2 separate regions of the Solanum lycopersicum genome follow, and region 2 is linked to region 1. Evidence: chromatin contacts called from public HiChIP or PLAC-seq data. All regions are on one chromosome and are shown on one strand. The core of a region is the stretch at or near the end of the contact, and the rest is flanking DNA. Distances in the headings are between cores, read along the strand shown. Region 1 holds the start of LOC101260839 (LRR receptor-like serine/threonine-protein kinase ER2). Region 2 holds the start of LOC101259171 (root phototropism protein 2).

Region 1 (3,883 bases), core at 254-2,753:
TTATTTCTTTAGAAAATGCTAAGTCCAAAATGAATAAATAAATAATTTTTATAAGCAAATTATAATGAAATGTGATTATATATAAACAATATCCTTTACCTCACCAACATGGGTTGTCATGCCTGGGTGACAATCCTTTATCATGCCTGGTGACAATCCTTTATCCTTAAACGGAGGTCTCGGATTTGTGGGTATAGATAAAAAATTCTATTGGAAGCGCTATCCTCGAATGGGTTCTGCAGTGCGCGATACTAATTTAGTAAGAGCTTCAATGTGAACTTCTAACACCGAGTGGAGAAAAATATATATCTTTTACCTCTACCTCCTTGGACAAAAGTAATTCTTCCACCTCTAGATATGGAATGATGAGAGCAAGGAAAAGAAAAAGCTACAAGTAAAAATTAGTTACCACATATGACAGAGCTAAGAACATAATGTAGACAGTTGGAGCACTTGAATTGAATAGGGTCATGTCATGAAGATATGTTATTAAGATCCCAAACCCAACCAATTAGTATGTGAGTCAATTTCATGACTACCAGTGGTTGGTCACTCATGTGGAGTGTTGGACCACTTGTATATAAAAACTATAGTATAGTACCCCAATATCTAAGGCAAACACAGATTGTCCAATGCAGCCAAAAGTTAACACACAACTCAGGAGAGTTACACTTCCACCCCACTCTGCTATATACAATATGTCCCTCAACCAATCGCAAGTGCTCTTCTACTAGATAGATATAAGATATTTGAGTGCGGCCTAGTGATCAATGAAGTAGTTGAGAATTTTAATGTCTCAAATTCAAAACATATATTTGGTGATTATTTTCATCTGTTCTAGCTTTGGTAGACAAGAATTATCTGGTATCTGTTGCTGATGTGAGGTTCAAATGATAGGTATGTTGTAAATTTAATTGAGATACCACGATTATTAAAAAAAAAGTATACTTTTGATTGGATTCGCTCCTCCTCTCCATTTTCTCGAGCTCTTGGATTAAAGACGTATGTTATGGTCCCGTGGACTCATGGTTAAGAATGATAAATTTTTCATGTATTTGCTTTTAGATTATTTTTTTTGGCAAATATCGTAATTTAGTAAAATATATTTTTTATTAATAAGTACTTAAATACTTTTCTCTTTTTGCAATATATATACGATCGACTCTTTTTTAGTATTTGAATAGAAAAAACACACACGCAGGAATGAGAAAATAATTAGATTCCCAAAAATCTAAATCAATGTGTGATATTTGTAAAAGAAATAATTATTTAATGTTAAAAGTCTAGTGGTCACTGATATATTGAGAAATTGACTTGTCAATTGTTAAAAGGCAAAAAGATAAAGAAGGGAAACCAACAAATAATCAAGTAAAGATTAACTTGAAATACAAAAACTAATAATTGGAAGTTCACAAACATAGAAACAGAAAAGAAGAAAGAAGTAAAAGCTACTTCTTATACTAAACTTCGATTTTTTTTCAACTACTCCCAAAACTATCAAATGTCTTAGTTACCTCTCTAAATTTGCTTATTTGATAGTCTTTAGCATGCGTTCGGATATGCAATTTCATCATAAATTTGAAGTATTATTTTAAATTTTACAAAAAGAAAAAGAAAAAAGCTCATGCTCGGTGTGTAAAGATTGTTTATACTCTATAAAAGAATTGTATCAAAAAATAACTAGTTACTACTATTTCTTAACCACAAACATCTATTTATACAAAAGAATTGATAGATTTATCAGTACGACACCTAAAAATATTCTGATATCTTATTTATAAATTACGATTTGTCCATTTGGTAAAATTGTAAAATAATTGAAGAAAATTTGTAGTTTTCGACTAAAATAGCCGCATTTATATGCAATATACCGATATAAGATTAATAGTTATATACACATATACACTGTTACTTAATATATACATTGGAATTTTTCATCTTCACCAACGAGCTAAATTTATTTTGTAATTGCAACCAGCTCAAACTCCTCTATACAATTAAATTCTGAATTTCAGATATGAGCTTCTTTCTTTGTTTCGATTCTTTTAATATATTATTTACTCTGAAAGATTCACATTTATGGCTGATCAAATTATTAAATTGAGTTTCAAAACTTTTCAATGGCACAAAATATTCAAGACTTTATTTATCAAGCAAATTATAGTATGTTGAAATTCTCACATTTATAGAAAAAGCAAATAACATCCACCATCACATTCACCTTCTTTGAATAAGATAATTTGACTAAATAGACATTTTTGTAGTGTAGCAACGAGATAAGTTGTCTATATAATGTTAATTGATCTTTTAGAGGTTGTATTATGGACAACTTTCACATATAACAAATAAAAAATTCATATTTGTATGTTATAACAAAGTTTGCATAATTGTGCTTCATAGCAAACATAAACTGTATAATTCGCTATACATATACACTTGAAGCAAATTGTATAAAATGAAGTGTATAGAACAAGAAAGAAAAAGACACTTGGGCAGATAACTGTATAAAAACGAAGTGTATAAAACGAATTATTATTATAAGTGTATAGAACGATTATATACAATTTGAATTTGTATAAAATGAGAAAGAGAGAAAGACAAAAGAGACTTGACAAGGAATATACAATTGAATCGAATTGTATAAAACGAGAAAGAGAGAAATTAGATACAATTTGAAAATTGTATAAAACGAGAAAGAGAGAAAGGCAAAAAATACTGGGCATGGGAGTATTTTTATTGTATAACTATAAGTGTATAGGACGAAAATATATGTACTTGCATGTGTATATAAAATTTTCTCACGCTTTATACAAACAGAAACACAATTTATACATTTCGCTTCTGTTTGTATAATATAAGTAAGAAAGGTGAGGGTGGTGAGTGAGATTTGGGAGAGTGGCGAGCGAGATCTGGAAGAGGGGAACAAAAATATATGTATTTATATAATTTTCTCTGCTTTATACAATTAGAAAAAAAATTATACACTTGTGTTTCTATAAAAAGTGAGGAAGCTAGCGAGAGATTGGAGGAGAGTGGCGAGCGAGATATTTGGGAGAAAGGCGCCTGACAATTTTTTTGCAAACGTTTGCTATGGAGCACAATTAAATCAAACTCTAGTTACTCCATTTATTTTAGATTATTAATTTGTTATTATATACAATTTTCCCTCGTATTATTTAGGAATGTTTTTGTACTGCAAACAAATCCAATAGCAGATGTGGACAAGAACATTTGGCCCTTTGGGCTATTCAACAATCACTTTGGAGAATATAGTTATTGGGCCTACACCAAGATTGGATTTTTGGGAGTACATGATTGCTTGATGAGAGCCACTATAATTTTGATTGAGTTTTGTAAGGGCTCTTTAAGTAATTGTATAGACAAAAAAAAGTTCTTATTTATTTCGATTAAAATGACTATATATAATGTATGAATATTGTATAATCATATATAATAGATGTATATTTCATATACACTATTTATACATTTTGTAGTAGTTCATCTTCTTGAGTTGATTTTTTACTAACTCAAATCTCCTCTAAACAGTCCCACAACTATAAATATGAGCTCCTCTCGATATCTCAAAATCTTTTGATATCTTATTCAGTTGAAACGATTCATATATCTTACACCAAATATAAAATGGAGTAGAGTGGGCTTCCATTGTGTGCCATAGGCGAAAATTCTTTTTTTTTTTTATCTTATTCTTTGGTCAGACTGGTATCCCACAAACATTTCTTTTAAGCATCGTTCTTTTGCCATATTTAGTTGTGAGATGTCCATTTATCTCTTGATTTTGCTATGAAATCTATCATATATCTCAACATGTATTTAAATTCTATCTCTGATGTATCTATCATGTATATGTCATATATATTTGTTA
Region 2 (3,958 bases), core at 961-3,460, 180 kb after region 1:
CCTAATGTTTTGGAGACAGAAGAGAAGAATGTTGTCTTCTTCAGACTCCCTTTTGATGTTCCTTGACTAGAATTTGTTGTTTTCTGTATATCTGCTATGTACATCTTCATCTTTAGCAACTCCGTTCTCAAAACTTCATTTTCCTTTACGAGGGAAACATCAGCTTGTAATTGATTCCTTGTTGCCATGGCTTCGGGCATGTTGTTATTACTATCATCTGCTGCTCCGCTCCTTATCTTTAGTTGATCGAAATAGAGAGCATGAAGGACTATTTGCACCGGCAAACGTTTGTTTTGAGAAGCATGGACTCTTGCTTCATGTGATAGTTTCAAAGGATCCATCACACTACACACTTTTTCTCTTTCAATTTCATCCAAATGTGGATGTGCCTGCAATTTTAGCACAACATGTTCAATATAATTGTTAACTTGTTGTAGTTGATACTCATATACATATATATATATATATATTTAAAGATCTCACCTTCAAGTAGATATCAACAGCTCGATAAAGATCATCATCAGCCTTTCTCGCGCCCTTAGGAACCAAAATAGCAATTCCATTGAATTTTGATATACTGAGATCTCCAAATGTAGCGATTTCACCAAGATAAGCATCGACAGTCTTTGCAACTCTCTGCATAGCGGTGGTACAAACGTCTCCAAAATCACCACCTTTAAACACAGCTACACTCTTCTCTTTCTCCATAAATCCGGAAATGATTCTCCTCACGCTCTCAAGATCGAATAGTCTTTCTCCGTCGTAAGAAAAAGACAAGACTAACAGATCATCGACTGTCACGTGTTCTAGTATTGCTGATATCCTTTTCTCCAATTCATTCTTGCAGCTACTGGCTGCTCTTAAGAAAATAGCTGTACGCAGGAGACAACACAAGAAATTGATTGGAAAAGCTGCTCTCTCCGCGGGCAACAGAGTCACAATCGACTCTAGAAGTTCCCGTTGATGCATTCTCATATCCGAATCCTCTGGTACCATTAATCTCGTGTTGTTTCCTGAGTGGTCACGTACAAGATCACGAAGAGATCTCTCTGTATATGTGATTATGGCACTTGCTATGGTTAACGCTTTTGCCCCACGAGTTTTCATTGCAACAATAATTCTCTCGAAAAAAGCTACATCTAAGATAGTTAACTCTTCCGTCCACCAATTTGGTGGTGATCTGCTAGGAAAATTCGCCTCCACACACGCCTACAAGGACATAATTAGTATTCACCTAATCCATATACGAATAGAATATATGTAACTAACTAACTACCTTAGCACCGGCGATGTCAACACATCTTTGAATGATATTGAGATCATGTGCAAGAGGAAGAAGATTTTCACATGACTTTAACACAACAAGTGCACCAGAAAGGCTAGTCAAGGCAACTTGAGCTAGAAAATCCTCTGTTCTGCTTGCGAGATTGTTGTCACAGTATTTATCAGTCATTTGAAGATATTCAGCAGCACAACGAAGAGCAGCAACGTTATGTACTGTGATTTCAAAGTTAACTCCATAGCAGAACTTGGCTGCCTTCTCAAACATCTCTGGCCCTCCAGGAATATCAGACAAGTTTATACGACTTACATCACTTTCTTTAGTATCAAGTATAAGTTTCCTTATGTAATTGCTCTTTGCTACTAGCATGAACTGACATAACAGAAACATCACCATTAGTTAATTGTCATTAGAATCATTTTTGGTGCAGTAGTACTAGCTGGCCAACAACATTAGTTAATTGTCATTAGATTCAGTATTAATTGCATCTAAAAATCATAGATCTTGAATGTGTACATACCTTGTGAAGATTAAAGTTTGCTTCACCTACTTCAACAATAACATCAGTTGGAATTTCTTGTGAAAATACCCTGTAACATGGACTATAATTGTTAACACAAAACAAAACATACATGAAGGAAAAATTAAGAGATAGTGGTAGTACCATTGGCCAGTTCTTTCCATTGCAAGAGAGAGTCTATTGGTATTTTTGAGAGGAGTAGCCATGTGAGATTGGTTTTAGTGCATAGAGCGGAAAACTTTTATGTGGATATAATAAAGAGTAGGGGTCTTATTATATAAGATACATAGAGAAAAGTTTGTCTGTCTTGACGTGGCTTTTTCATCTCCTTTATTTCTATTATTATATATATAATGTTATATTGTATCTACTCCGCATTTTTGGATAAAATAGAGTAACTTTAATCTTCTTTACTAATAAAACCTATCATAGTTTTGTAGTTTTCGAAACTTATGACATTGTCTATTCTACCCCTCAATTAACAACAACTATACAACATTTTTTTCTTTGATCTTGACTTGTGTCTTTGGATCAAAGGCATCAAGTAAACGAGAACATTATTAAATTACCTATAGTAGAACTAAATTAATGAATATGTATGCAACAATTTTCCTGAATGTTGTATGTGATAAAAATTGAATTTGGTAGGTAAATTTATACGTTTCAATCATTTTAATTATTTTTGGAGTAGGGTTAGTATCTCGATTGTCGATGCATTAGACAATAACAATTGTTATAAAATATATGATTATCGAGGGATTGTCAAATTAGTGACATTGTGATGTTAAGAGAAGCTCTATATGATCGGTGGCTATATATATCGTTTTCACTACACCTTGTTCCCTCGATCCTTGCTTAGCACCTAATCGAGGCGAGCATTCAACAATCTTCGACTGACACCACTTAACCTAATTAATATTTTGATGTCATATTCTTGTTCTTAATATGGTATTTTTAAAATTTATTCTTATTTTATCGACTAAGTTAAAAAAAGAAGAAAAATTTAATTGATCCTAATTTCACTTATCTTTAACAACCCTCATTTCACAAATTATATATATATATATATATATATATTTCCACCTTTAAGAATGCAAGTTGATTGAATATGCAAAATATTTAAGAAGTGAAAATGACTGGACGAAAAAAAGGCGAAAGTTCTAATATTTAATCGTATCATTGTTTGAAAATATTCCTTTTGTTTACGTAAAAAGAATGATACTGTTACTAATTTAGGAGTCAAAACTAAATTTTTTGATTTATAGTATTTTATTTGTATGAATTTGTGTTACACTTTTTACGTCTTTAGATTCAAATTATCTAAATTTTAAAGCCATAGTTCTGAATCTACTTTCTGAATCAACGAAAAAAATTACAAACTTATATCCTCCTTCATTTTTAGTTTGTTTTTTAAAGAAATATTTTCCAATTTGACAAGTCTCTAATATTGACATTTTACATGATATTCGGCAGACTAAAAACTTTAAAAATATTTTAGTATGTTATACATATTACCGACTATAATATCATAAAACTAAATCTGTATATATTTAAATTCTCGTCCTAGATAAATCAAAGATACATAAATTAGATGCATAATACATAAATTTCTCATTTAATTTAGTTTTATTTAATACTTCGTCACTTTTTACTTGTCTACTTTTGAATTAACACACCTATTAAGAAAATAATTAATGATCTAGTGAGTTTACCATTTTATCCCTATTAATTATGAAGTGGATAAAAAGTTCTACATTTTTCAAAGTAATTAGTCATTAATTGAGGGTATAATAGGCCAAAAAAATTATACTTTTTTTATTTGTCAAAATGGACAAGTAATTAGGAACAACTATAAAAGGAAAAGTGGACAAGTATTTAGGAACATAGCGAATATTTATTTATTTAAATTTGAGGGTATATAACTGGACACTTAAACTTGCATATAATTGAACAAGTAGACATACACATCCTACTTGACGTCTTAATTAAACGACATTTTACATGATGTCTATAAATATTATATTCATAAAACATATATATGTGTGTCCATTTATTCATTTTTATACAAAATTTAAATATCTACTTTTAACATCCAAAACTAAAATACACAAATATCAAATAAGATAGAAAATAACATATTTATACATTATATTTAC

Evidence for each region. HiChIP or PLAC-seq counts read pairs in DNA pulled down with a chosen protein or histone mark.
Region 2: a contact with region 1 is called in an RNA polymerase II HiChIP or PLAC-seq map of leaf, with 2.9 times the contacts expected there. The contact joins the promoter of LOC101259171 here to the promoter of LOC101260839 in region 1. A contact is called at or near these places in 1 of 8 Hi-C or Micro-C datasets (leaf mesophyll) and 1 of 1 datasets of contacts at active chromatin or transcription factors (leaf).

The regions. Positions count from the first base shown.
Region 1 is chr7:58,636,301-58,640,183 of SLM_r2.1, forward strand. It overlaps LOC101260839 (LRR receptor-like serine/threonine-protein kinase ER2), which reads right to left and starts at 1,504. Exons shown (of 1, transcript XM_004243611.5): 1 at 1-1,504.
Region 2 is chr7:58,819,964-58,823,921 of SLM_r2.1, forward strand. LOC101259171 (root phototropism protein 2) reads right to left here and starts at 2,211. Exons shown (of 5, transcript XM_004243605.5): 1 at 1,947-2,211; 2 at 1,803-1,872; 3 at 1,277-1,654; 4 at 484-1,209; 5 at 1-389. The coding sequence starts at 2,008.